2 separate regions of the Mus musculus genome follow, and region 2 is linked to region 1. Evidence: chromatin contacts called from public HiChIP or PLAC-seq data. All regions are on one chromosome and are shown on one strand. Each heading gives the region's core, a stretch centred on a gene start, on an enhancer-like site or on the middle of the called end of the contact. The rest is flanking DNA. Distances are from core to core; before and after follow the strand shown.

Evidence for each region. HiChIP or PLAC-seq counts read pairs in DNA pulled down with a chosen protein or histone mark.
Region 2: a contact with region 1 is called in an H3K27ac HiChIP or PLAC-seq map of embryonic stem cells, with 7 times the contacts expected there. The contact joins the enhancer-like site here to the promoter of Il7 in region 1. A contact is called at or near these places in 4 of 39 promoter capture datasets (embryonic stem cells, liver, second pharyngeal arch cranial neural crest and 1 more), 4 of 115 datasets of contacts at active chromatin or transcription factors (all in embryonic stem cells) and 2 of 9 other capture datasets (embryonic stem cells and liver).

What each region holds. Positions count from the first base shown.
Region 1 is chr3:7,609,402-7,615,082 of GRCm38.p6, reverse strand. It overlaps Il7 (interleukin 7), which reads left to right and starts at 1,323. Exons shown (of 5, transcript NM_008371.5): 1 at 1,323-1,912. The coding sequence starts at 1,903. It overlaps Gm16685 (predicted gene, 16685), which reads right to left and starts at 2,378. Exons shown (of 3, transcript NR_168341.1): 1 at 2,274-2,378.
Region 2 is chr3:8,121,957-8,127,924 of GRCm38.p6, reverse strand. No RefSeq gene overlaps it. Among named protein-coding and RNA genes, the nearest start is that of 1700010I02Rik, 170 kb to the right of the region's middle. Within about 2 kb of position 4,589, at least 22 of the 459 cell types and tissues checked have an H3K27ac peak or open chromatin away from gene starts, as enhancers often do. A contact at or near this core is called in embryonic stem cells and stem cell-derived epiblast-like cells, where this site is marked.

The DNA of each region.
Region 1 (5,681 bases), core at 74-2,573:
CCAGCAATTCCCTGTTTTCTTTCTCTTTCCTCTCTTTCCTTTTTTTTTTTTTTTTTTTTTTTTTTTTGGTGGACATTTTTCCATGTTCCATCGTTGAAATGCTTTCTCACCACAGTAGCTCTCTTCCATCCTGTCATACTGCAACGCTGGAGCCTAATCCTATTCTAGATAGCCCTTCTCTGTGGATGGGAGCTGTCTGGAGACCAGGGCTGCAGTGAAGATAACAAGTACTGTCAAATCTCCTGATGCTTTGAGCAGGATGACAACAAGAGAGACAACAGAGAGGTGTTTAAACAGCCCTGCAGGCACCGGGTAGGATTTATTTTGGAAGTGCACTAAGACAACAGGTTTTACATTGAATGTGGAAAGTGAGAGTCCCTGCAGAGTCCACAGGCCAGTGCCCAGTTAGAACTCCTATGGTCCACACTCTAAATGCACAAACAGTACCTCTCTGCCTCTTTTCACTGTTAACAGACAGAATCTGAAGCTCGTGTCCTGATGTCCGATTAGGAACCGCCAGCTCCAGACCCCTTTCTGAGGTTCCCCAGAGCGTTAAGAGCACACCCACCACCCTAGGGCGTCTTCTTAGTCTACTGTATCCTCCATTATTTACAAGGTTCTCTTCCACAAGAGATTCCAAGCAGACTCTTTGAAGCCAGCCTGCAGGTGTTTTTTATCCAAATTCAGCCACGTGAACTTAGCTCTGTTACTTAAGGAAGCCTCTGTTCCCATGTGTATCTTTCAACTGCAGATAAGAAAACAGATTGCCTCGGCAGAAAACTCCAGATGCCAAAATACATGTAAATTCCTGACCAAGAGTCCTGGCATAGAGCAAATACTAGATATATGAGAGATATGGTCCTGATCTCAGATCTCTCTTGTTACTGGTTTGCACAACCTGCCTTCACCTAAGCAGTGTTTCTCCTGATTATAAGAAACAACACTAAATCAGGAATCCCCTCGGTAATTCAGGCCTATTATTAAAACAAAACAAAACACTTTAATGAAACAATCACAATGGTGATTAGCTATGTCAGGAGATAACTGTGGGAGATAGTTACTATGCAGAACTTCTATGTGCCCCCAACTAATACGAGTTTTGGTTTTCTGAAGCTACCACTTACATACTAGACTGGATGGACTCACAAGAATTATTTGTTCTTAAAGTCCTACCTGAGCAGGTGCATTGCACAGATGACAGGGAGGAAAAAAAAAAAAAAAACAAACTAGAGAACCTAGAGGGGCAGAGGGCGTGACCCTCTTAATCATCCTTCACTTCCTTTTTTTTTTTTTTTTTTTTAAGATGACTTACATCGGCGGCAGCAGAAGCAGCGACGCCTCCTCAGTGGAACTGACTTGCAATAGCGAGCTTTCTCTGCTGCACATTTGTGGCTTCTGTGGACATATTAGTAACCAGCGGTTTTAGCTCCCAGTCTCACAGAGTTGCCAGAGAGGTTAGAAGTCATTTGAAAAGCCTATTAGCCGAATCTTTCTGATCCAGAAGGCCAGCTGGCTTCTCCTGAGCTACTTTCAATTCGCAGCAACCACTGATCCTGGTCCAGGTGACTGGGGAAGACGCTGAGGGTATAAACCCAAACATTGAACCTGAAGACCCAGCGCAAAGTAGAAACTGAAAGTACCCTGCTTAGTCTGCCGGCAGATCCTACGGAAGTTATGGCAAAGCCAGAGCGCCTGGGTGGCCGGTGATGCATGCGGCCCCTCTTGGGATGGATGGACCAGGCGTGGCGTGGGTGAGAGGAGTCAGCTGCCTGAACTGCCCTGCCCAGCACCGGTTTGCGGCCACCCGGTGGATGACCGGGGTCCTGGGAGTGATTATGGGTGGTGAGAGCCGGCTCCTGCTGCAGTCCCAGTCATCATGACTACACCCACCTCCCGCAGACCATGTTCCATGGTAAGCGCTGCTCTCTGGTGCGCACAAGTAGGTGCGCCTAGCGCGCCGGGGACTCTGGGACAGTCCGGGAGGTGCCACCCGCCCCCGCGCCTCCGCACGTCCGGGAATAGCCCGGCCTTGCACTTTGGACAGGCTGAGAGCTTGGCCTCTCCCATGGTCAGCCACTACCCGCGCTGAGCTCGGTTGCCCAGAACCATTGGCACCTGGGCGTACAACCCTGGCGGGCGGGGAGGAACAGTTCCCGAGGCGGTTTTCAGATCCCCAGACCCAGAGCTTCAGTGCGGGAGCCGCGACGCGGTGGCCCCCTGCAGTCAAGACTCAGTAGTCAGTGGTTTTCAGCCACTTTGTCCCTAGCCAGTACCTCTTCAATGCAGCCCTTCCTGGCTTCCTGGCTGTGCAGTTACTCACAGGCTGCCTGGGTTCAGGGCGTTGCTGGGCTCTCGCAGCTCAGAACTTCATGGAGAATGAAAGAGTCGCTCCCAGGATGCGCTTTTAAACCCTAAAGGACAGATCATTGGAAAACCCCCTCTTCTCCCCGCAGTAAGTCTGGGAGTTTCCGATCCAGGCTGTAAGTTGACTTGTTTGCTGGGAACCCAAGTCCTGCGGCTGAGATTGCAAAAGGCCAGATTTTATTTTCCTTCTATATATTTGCTACTTAAGGGAGGCAGAACTTTAAGTACCCATGAGTACAAATTCTTAGCTCCCTGATCAAATCTAATAGGCTTGCATTAGTTTTAAATAAGTAAGGATTTAAAGTGGACAAGAACAGAATTGACAGAGGCTGGAATCCATTTGTAGCTAGAACTAATAGAGATGAGAACAGAATGGAGTGTGAGGAGGTCTACCTAAGGGAATGCAGGTGTTTTAAATACTTCCTCAAGCAAGAGAACCTATGGAGGTGCAGGATCTAGCCTAAGGCTCTTTCCTTTTGCAACCCCATTGCAAACCATTGTATTGGTTTCCGGCCCACTGTTTTAGGTACAATTACTTCCCCTCTCTTAGGTACTAGCGAACCAAAAACATTTGAGGGAGTACTTATCAGAAACCAAATAAAAGATGTGGAGACCTGAGAGACTGCCCAAGAAAATGATGGAAGGCTGCCAAGGTGCCCCTGCAGGAGCTCACTGTACAGCTAGAGACACCGCATCCCTGTCTTCTTTGCAATGCCCTGGGTTCTGAAATTGCCTTTCACTTTAACCCTTGGATTACCTACAACCTGGAGAGATAAAAGGACAAAGGAAAAGCAAAGGTGTAATTTAAACGAGGAGGCTTTTCCCATTGAGATACATCCATATCGGACATGCCTTATTTTCTTAGTAAAGAAAATATGAAAATATTAAACTCACGGGAGTTAAAGTAAGTGGCTTTTTTTTTTTCTTTCATTTTCGGTCCAAAATTTACTAGAGGCGTGGGTAAACTCCATCAAGGCTGTGTGCTGTGTTTCCACTTTGTTATGTCGGGACACCAAGTAAACAAGGATTCACTCGCTGACGCTCAATTGTGCTGCCTCATTATGAATCAGCATACATTTTATTTGTATACTAATAAAAGGAAACAATGAGAAACATAGAGCCTTGGGAATATGGAGGAAGCCTGAAGATCTATCTGTAAAGGAGAATTAGAAATTTCATCTCAGTGTGTATACTTCTTGAACAAAAATGGAAAGTTCTTTTATAAAACCAATCTCATGGCCCATGGGTATGAAGTACTGTTATCCTGACTCTTGACAGATAATTTTGTTTTTTAATTAATTTATTTTTATTCCTTAATCTTTTTTTTTACAGTACAGACTTTATACCTCTCCTGTTCTGCCCCCCCCCACTGCTCTCCTCCCCATACCTCCTCCCCAGCCCCCACCCCACCCCTGACTCCAAGAGAATGCCCTCATCCCCCATGCCACTAGGCCTCCCCACTCCCTGGGGCTTCAAGTTTCTCAACAGTTAGGTGCCTCTTCTCTCACTGAGGCCAGACCAGGCAGTCCTCTGCTCTATATGTGTTGGGGACAGACAACTTTATAATATGTAGAAATATTTACTTTTTCCCTTGAAATAGGAGCATACGCTGTAGTTTCAGAGCTTGGCCAAGAAGCCCCTTCATGTAGAAGACAATGAATATTTGTACTTCCTCTCACTATCTGTGCATGCAGTTATGTTGTAGGAAGTGTAATTCAGTAGCTAATAGCGGATTCCCTAGACACCTCAACCCGAACATCAAATGCAGCTCCTGAATCCCTAGAAAAATTGTTTTGGAGAATTGTTCTTTGGGCTCCAGATTCTCTACTGTAAACTGCTAGTGACCTGTATATATATATATATATATATATATATGTATCATGAAATGGCTATAAAATTGAATTATTTGTTGAAATAGACTTGGGAAAGGACATTGAAAGAACACTTCTCAAGGAGGATGGGAAAGTCCTCAAGGTCTCAACCCTAGACAAACTGTTCAGGCCACGAAGAAATGCTGACTGACAGTGGAGAAATAGACATCCCCAGAGAGGAGCATACAAATTGTTTATCCAAACAGCCAGCCCTGAAGACATATGTGCAAGTAAGGTTATACAGACTGGGCAGGTTGACTTTATGTATTTAGGGAGATAGATGGATGATAGCTAGCTAGCTAGCTAGAGCACAACACTTAATGAAATAAAAGGTCATGAATTTGAAATAGAGCAAGAAAGGATATATATGAGAGTTTAGGGGAAGAAATTGATTGAGGAAATAAAATAATGATGTTGTAATCTCAAAAACTAAAAGAAACTGATAGATGACAGGATATGATGGACTGAGGAATCCAATTTTATTATGTCCACTTTGACCTCATAACTTAAGCAGTTGAAGATTGTATGTATTATTTGGCTTACATTTAAAACCAACAAGAATTTTTAGACAGCTATCATTCTGGTTTAACCAAATTCCCCACTGAAAACAAATTCTCCAGTTTCAAACCCTGTAAGCGATTTAAAGACAATACTACAAGCCAACACTTGTCTTGTAATGCTTCTACAGTTTGTTTTATCTGTGACCTAATGAAAAGTTCAGTGGAGGCTGAGGAGTGAGCTATAAATCAAAAGTAACAAAATATGGTAAGTGCTGAATTCGGATGCCATTGGGACAAAAGTGTTAAATAAACTTTCAAACCAGAAAAATATTAACTTGTTACGGTGCTTGTATGTGGAAGAAATAACTGTAACCACAGAACAAAGGTCACACTCCTGATGGTGGAGCCAGAAACCCATGGGATCATACATTATCATACATATCATACATTAGAGAGCCTGGAAGGTTTTCATTTTAGAAATCAGGGCCAGGAAGCTGAAATGAAACTCAGCTATTTAGTCAGTTACACAAAATCCTAAATTCTCTATGCTCTAAATCTCCTTGTTTATAATATATATACTATTTATATGTATTATAAAATATTAAGTATATATTATAATATATTAAAATATGTATGGTACTGCTCTGGTCTGTCAGCAGCTACTTTACTTGATTGAAATAGTCTACAAATGAAGGGCTGTATTGTAAAAATAGTATAGAATTGAAAATTTCACGTAACACACACATGTATTATCAAAGCAAGTGTGAAGCAATGAAAAAGTGCTGCCCGGTGAGGTGTAAGGTCACATCATTCTGGGAAGCACATATCTCAGAAGAAAACTGGCAATCTTGGAAAGTATGGCAAATGAACTTATTGAAACAGGAAATGGACTTTGAAATGACTTTTAGATATAGGTGCGAATTAATCTCTTTTCACTAACCATCAT
Region 2 (5,968 bases), core at 3,340-5,839, 510 kb before region 1:
GGCTGTCACAACGATTTTTCATGCACCTACCAACAATGGATAGCTCTTCCCCTGATTCTAAACCCTTGCCAGCAGAAGCAGTCACTTGGTTTATTGATTTGAGCCATTCTGACAGGTATAAGATACTAACCCTAACCCTAACCCTCAAAGTAGTCTTGATTTCCATTTCCCCTATGGCTAAGGAGGAAGAACATTTCCATAAATGTTTCTCAGCCATTTGTTTTTCCTCTATGGAGAATTTGATGTTTAGACCTGTAGCCACTTATTTTATTGGGTTGTTTTCTTTTTATCTTTTTTGAGTTATTTATATATTTTGAATATTAACTATAGTATATGTAATTGGTAAAAAAAATATTTTCTCATTCAGTATGCTTCCACTTTTTCCAAATTATGGTGTTCTTTGCTGGGTAGAAGCTTCTTAATTTCATGAGGTTCCATTTATTAATTGTTGGTCTTAGTGCCTGTGCTAATGATGTTCTGTTCAGAAACTTTCCTCCTGTGATAATGAGTTCAAGGCTATCCCTGATTTCTCTTCTATCTGGTTTTGTGTATCTGAATTTATGTTGAGGTCCTTGATCCATTTTGATTTGAGTTTTGTGCTTGATCCATCTGGTGTTGAGTTTTGTGCAGGGTAATAACTATGGATTTATTTTAATTCTTCTGCATATAGATGATCAGTTTGACCAGCATAATTTGCTGAAGATGTCTTTTTTTTTCTAGTGTGTATTTTCTGGCTTCTTTATCAATTATCAGGTATTCTATCAGTGTGCAGATTTATATTTGGATCTTCATTTAGATTCCATTGATTAACACATACTTTTATGACATGTGCTGTTTTTATTATTACAGCTTTATAATACAACTTGAAATCTGGGATGATGTTATTATTATTATTATTATTATTATTATTATTATTCAGGATTATTTATTACCTATCCTGGGTCTTTAGTGTTTCCATATTAAGGTGACAATTCTCTACTAAAAATCTGTGAAGAACTGTGTGAGAATTTTGTTGAGGATTACATTGAATTTGTAGATGATTTTGGTAGGTTGACCTTGATAATATATTAATCTTACTGATTAATGAGCATGGCAAATCTTTTCATCTGATATCTTCATTAAATTCTTTCTTCAAAGACTTGAAGTTTTTATTTTATAAGTCTTTACTTGCTTTGTTAGATTTACCCCAAGATATTTTAGATTGTTTAATGCTATTGTAAAAAATGTTGTTTCTTTGATTTCTTTGATTTTATATTTGGCTATTTTGCTGAAAATGTTTGTCTGCTATAGAATTTCCTTGGTGGAACTTTTTGCTCTCTTATGTGTACTATCATTTCATCTTCACGTTAAGATACTTTGACTTCTTCCTTTCCTTTGATCTTTTTAAGTTGTTTTATTACTCTAGATAAGACTTTCATGTAGTACATTAAATAAGTATAGAAAAAATGGAGAGCCTTGGTCTCATTTCTAATTTTAGTGAAATTGCTTTGTGTTTCTCTTGATTTATATTGATGCTGACTTTAGGCTTGTTGTAAACACTGCCTTTATTTTGTTGAGGTATGTCACTTATATCTCTAGTCTTTCCAGGACTTTTCCCACAAAGAGGTGCTGGATTTTGTTAAAGCCTTTCCTACATCTCATCATATGGGTCATGTGGTTTTTTTTCTTTCTTTTTGCTTATATGTCAGATAATATTTACTGATTTTTGTATGTTGGACCATCCCAGCATTTATGGAATGAAGTCTATTTAATCATGGTGGCTGATCTTTCTGGAGTGTTCTTGGATTTGGCTTGCAAGCACTTTATTAAAAAATTTAATTGATGTTCATAAGGAGATTTATCTATAGTTCTCTTTCTTTTTTGAATCTTTATGTTGTTTGGTTGTGAGGGGGGATGATGGCCTTGTAATTTGAATTGGACAATACTCTTTCTCTTTCAATTTTATAAAATAATTTTCTGAGAATTGGTATTAACCTTTTAAAAAAAAAAGTCTGACAGAATTCTGGGCTAAAACCATCTGGCTCAGATTTTTCTGGTTGGGAGACTTTTAAAGACTGCTTCTATTTCATTAGCTTAGAGGTCTGTTTAAATTGCTAACCTGCTCATGATTTTACTCTTAATAGAAAATTATCTATTTCTTTTAGATTTTTCAATTTGGTGGAGTACAGGTTTTAAACTATGTCCTTATGATTCTCTGAATTTTTTGCTGTCCATTGTAATGTCCCCCTTTTTAGTTCTAATTATATTAATTTGGATATTTTCCATTGACTTCTTACTTAATTTGAATAAGGGATGGTCTAGCTTAATTTTATTAAATCAAAGGAAAAAACTCTTTGTTATATTGGTTCTTTGTAATTTTTATTTATTTTTGTCTTATTGAAGTTAGCCCTGATTTTGATTTTTATTTATTTTTTTATTGCCATCAACTCCTTTTGGGTATGACTTAGTCTTTGTTTTAGAGGTTTTATGTATGCAGTTAACTTGCTAATATAAGATCTCATGAGTTGTTTTTAATGTAGGCACTTAGTGCTATGAACTTGCTTCTTAGAAAAGCTTTTATTATATCCCATAAGTTTGGGTATCCTGTGTAGTTATTTTCACTCAGTTCTAGAGAGGCTGTAAATTTTTGTTAATTTATGTCTTGATTCTTTTTTTGTCCTATGAGTTTGTTCACTTTCTGTTGTTTCTGTTGTAGCTGCTATGCACCTTTGGTCTTTGATGGCCAGATAGGATGCACTATGCTATTTTGATTTTCTTGTCTGTGTTAAAACTTTCTTTGTGTCTGAATATGTGTTTAATTTTGGAGACAGTCCCATGTCTTGCTGAGAAATATGTAAATTTCTTTTGTATTTTAGTGAAATATTCTGTAAATATCAGTTAGATCCATTTGGTTTATACCTTTGGTTAGCACTCACATTTCTTTGTTTAGCTTTTGTCTGGATGATCTTTTTACTGGCAAGAGCTGAGTATTGAAGTCTCCAACTATTAGTATATGAGATATGTGATTTAAGCTGTAATGGTGTTTAGTTGTCTTTGATTGAGAAGATTATATTTGTATGTACTGATACTGTTCTGTTGCTGTTGGTTATGTGTTTTAATCCTTGCTTTCTATTTCCTCTCGGGTTCTTACAAGAGTGTGGTGGCCGTGTGCTGCCTGGTAGAAAAATCTTAGGACGTCCTTATAGGTATAGATACTGGAAGGTCTAGGTAAAATATGTTTCTGGGTATTGGGACATGACACATAGGGATAGAAATTGGCTAGGGGTACTGAAGGGGTTCACAAGAAGGAGGGTTAGGGTAACCCAATCACAAAAGAACACATATGGTATATACTCAATGATAAGTGGCTATTAGCCCAGAAGCTCAGAATCCTTAGAGGGGGAACAAAATAGGCATGGATGGAGTTACAGAAGGAGGGAATCGGGGTGTTATACCATGATTTACTTAGTTATTTCCATGGGAAGGGGGGGGCAGAAAATGAGCAAAATTCACACTTGAAGACACGCAACACCCACTTCAGTGAAGTATGCGTGACACGCCTAAAAGCCTAGATGCAGTCCCGAGGCAAAGAGTTTCACAGAAACTTAGCCTCCTGGAACCTTGGCATTCCCATAGCACATATGCTCCAAACCTGTCCCCGTGTTAGTCAGGTGTATGGATCTGTCTGCTCTCTTTCAGTATTATTTTATTGTAAGTGCCTTTAAAAATTGATTTTGACATATAGCTAAGTTAGATTAGCTTCTACCAGTGTTCCAATGTCTTAGGCAGTCCTTGAGCTGACCCTAAGCTTGGAATTCAGTAAGAATGTTACCTATTCAGTAACATTCAAATTTACCTCTAATAGAGACAGTGAAAGTAATCAGGCATTACAATTTACTTGAGTAGAGCTAGAAATCTCAGGGCTAGTCTACATATTAAATACTTAGAACAATAGCCAAGTCACTCCCATACACAGGAATTTACAATGGCCTAGGAAGAAGGTGGGTTGTGGTTTTAGGAACAACTAAAGGATTGTATTATTCATGAAAGGGTTAGTAGAACGGAATTCCCCTGTTGCATGTTTTTTTCACTAGGCCCAGAGGAATAGCACAATTAGGTATTTACTAAGGGACCCCTGGTGGTGGATTTAACAATAGACTAGCATTGCATCAGACCATTCACCTGGCTCCTGTGTTTAGCTGATTTTAGATAAGGGCTGTTCCTATCTCAGTTGTAAACACTGCCTGGCTCCCCCAGATTTTTATTGTATGCATTTTCTTTGTTTTGTGTAAAGAACCATTATGCATCTCGATGTACCTTGGTGGATGTATTCTCCTAGCTTAGTTGTTTTTCTTCTGTATTATAAGACTGGCGCTCACTATGAAACATTACATTCAGGTACAACACTCCCTTGTGTCTGTGTCTGTTTGCCACCTTTTTGCTGACTCCCTGCCTACTTGTACTGGGACCCTGATTTCTCCTGCGGATTGAGGGGACCGACTGAGGCCAGTCCACAGCAAAGATGTGCTACAGAGCAGGAACCAGACTCAGAGACTGGACTTGGAGGAATAGAGGGAGAACTGAAAATAGGCTGCTAGCCTACTGGCTTGCTTCCCTGGGGAGAGCATTCTGTGGGTTTCTTAGTAGTAACTGCCAGAGTTGGGCCTGGGAGAAAGCACTAGGTGGGGAAAGGAAGCTTGGAGGGGAAGGTCTGTGTAAGTCACTGAAGACTGGTGCTAGTGGAGAAGGGAGGACGCTCTGCTTCACAGCTGGGGATAAGACTTAGGGATTGGATTTGGAGGAGCAGAGGAGGAAGTAAAGATTTGTACTTAGACTTCCTCCGTCCCTGGGCAGAGTGGCCTATGGGTTCTTGGGACCTGCTGGATTGGGGGATGAAGGTTCCTGGGATAATGAAATGAGTTGGGGGAGAGAGGCTAGGAGGGTTCGACCATTGGGATGTGCTAGAGATAGGAAGAGGCTGCTCAGGTTTTCTGCTGTAGATCTGGGGATAAGACTGGGGCATTACATCTGGAAAAGCAGAGGAGAGGTTGAGATCTACAGTGTATCTGTTTCTCTAACAGGAGTGGCTTATCCCTTCCACGATTTAAATTTTAGTTTTTAAATGAACATTGGCTGCATGAATTTTCTATAGGAAATGACATTTTCCTTGAATTAAAAAAAGATGTCTGAATATTTTAATGTGTGGTAGAATTGATCTTTAAGATTTTGTGTCTCCTACTTAGTGAAAAAATGTATACATAAAGTTTTACTCATCAATTCACATTTAATTTTCATCTAAATGACAAAATGTGTAGGTGGCTGAACAGACAGTTAAATGAATTGCATAAGAGACAAAATGTCGACACTTACATTCTAATACTTTCCAGAAGATGGTCAATGAGTTAATGCCCAAGAAGCAAAAAGAATATTTAAGTATGTCTACACTCCATAGTTCTAGGGGTTTATTTTGAAACCAATTGATATGTAGCTAAGGTTTCATTAAATAGCAAAGTTACTAAAGCTGCTTCAAGTTCATCTATCACAAAGCCCCTGCCCGCAAAGTATTTTTTTCCTCTAATGCAGATACATGTGACTTTTTTGAACTGCTTATCAAGAATTTGAATAACTGTAATGTGCATTCTCTCTTCTTTCTGAGCATAGCTAGGTCCTTCCTTGTAGATATCTCTGTGGAAGACTATTTAGAACTGAGATGATACAAATATTGGCTCTAGTCACAATAACTTTAGTCTTAGATGATAACTATACAAGTGATAATAGCAATAACAGTTTGTATCTGTTGGTCCATTCTACTATAGCCACTGTGCTGAGGTGTTTTCTGTGCTCAGTTGTTGTCTGTACCACAGTAAGCTAGAAACAGAAACAATATGACTGTTAGGTGTGATTTATCAAACTATGCATTCATTTTATTTAATTTATCGTGATATTCTTCTATATAAGAATTCTATACAGTTCTTAGATTATAAGATAC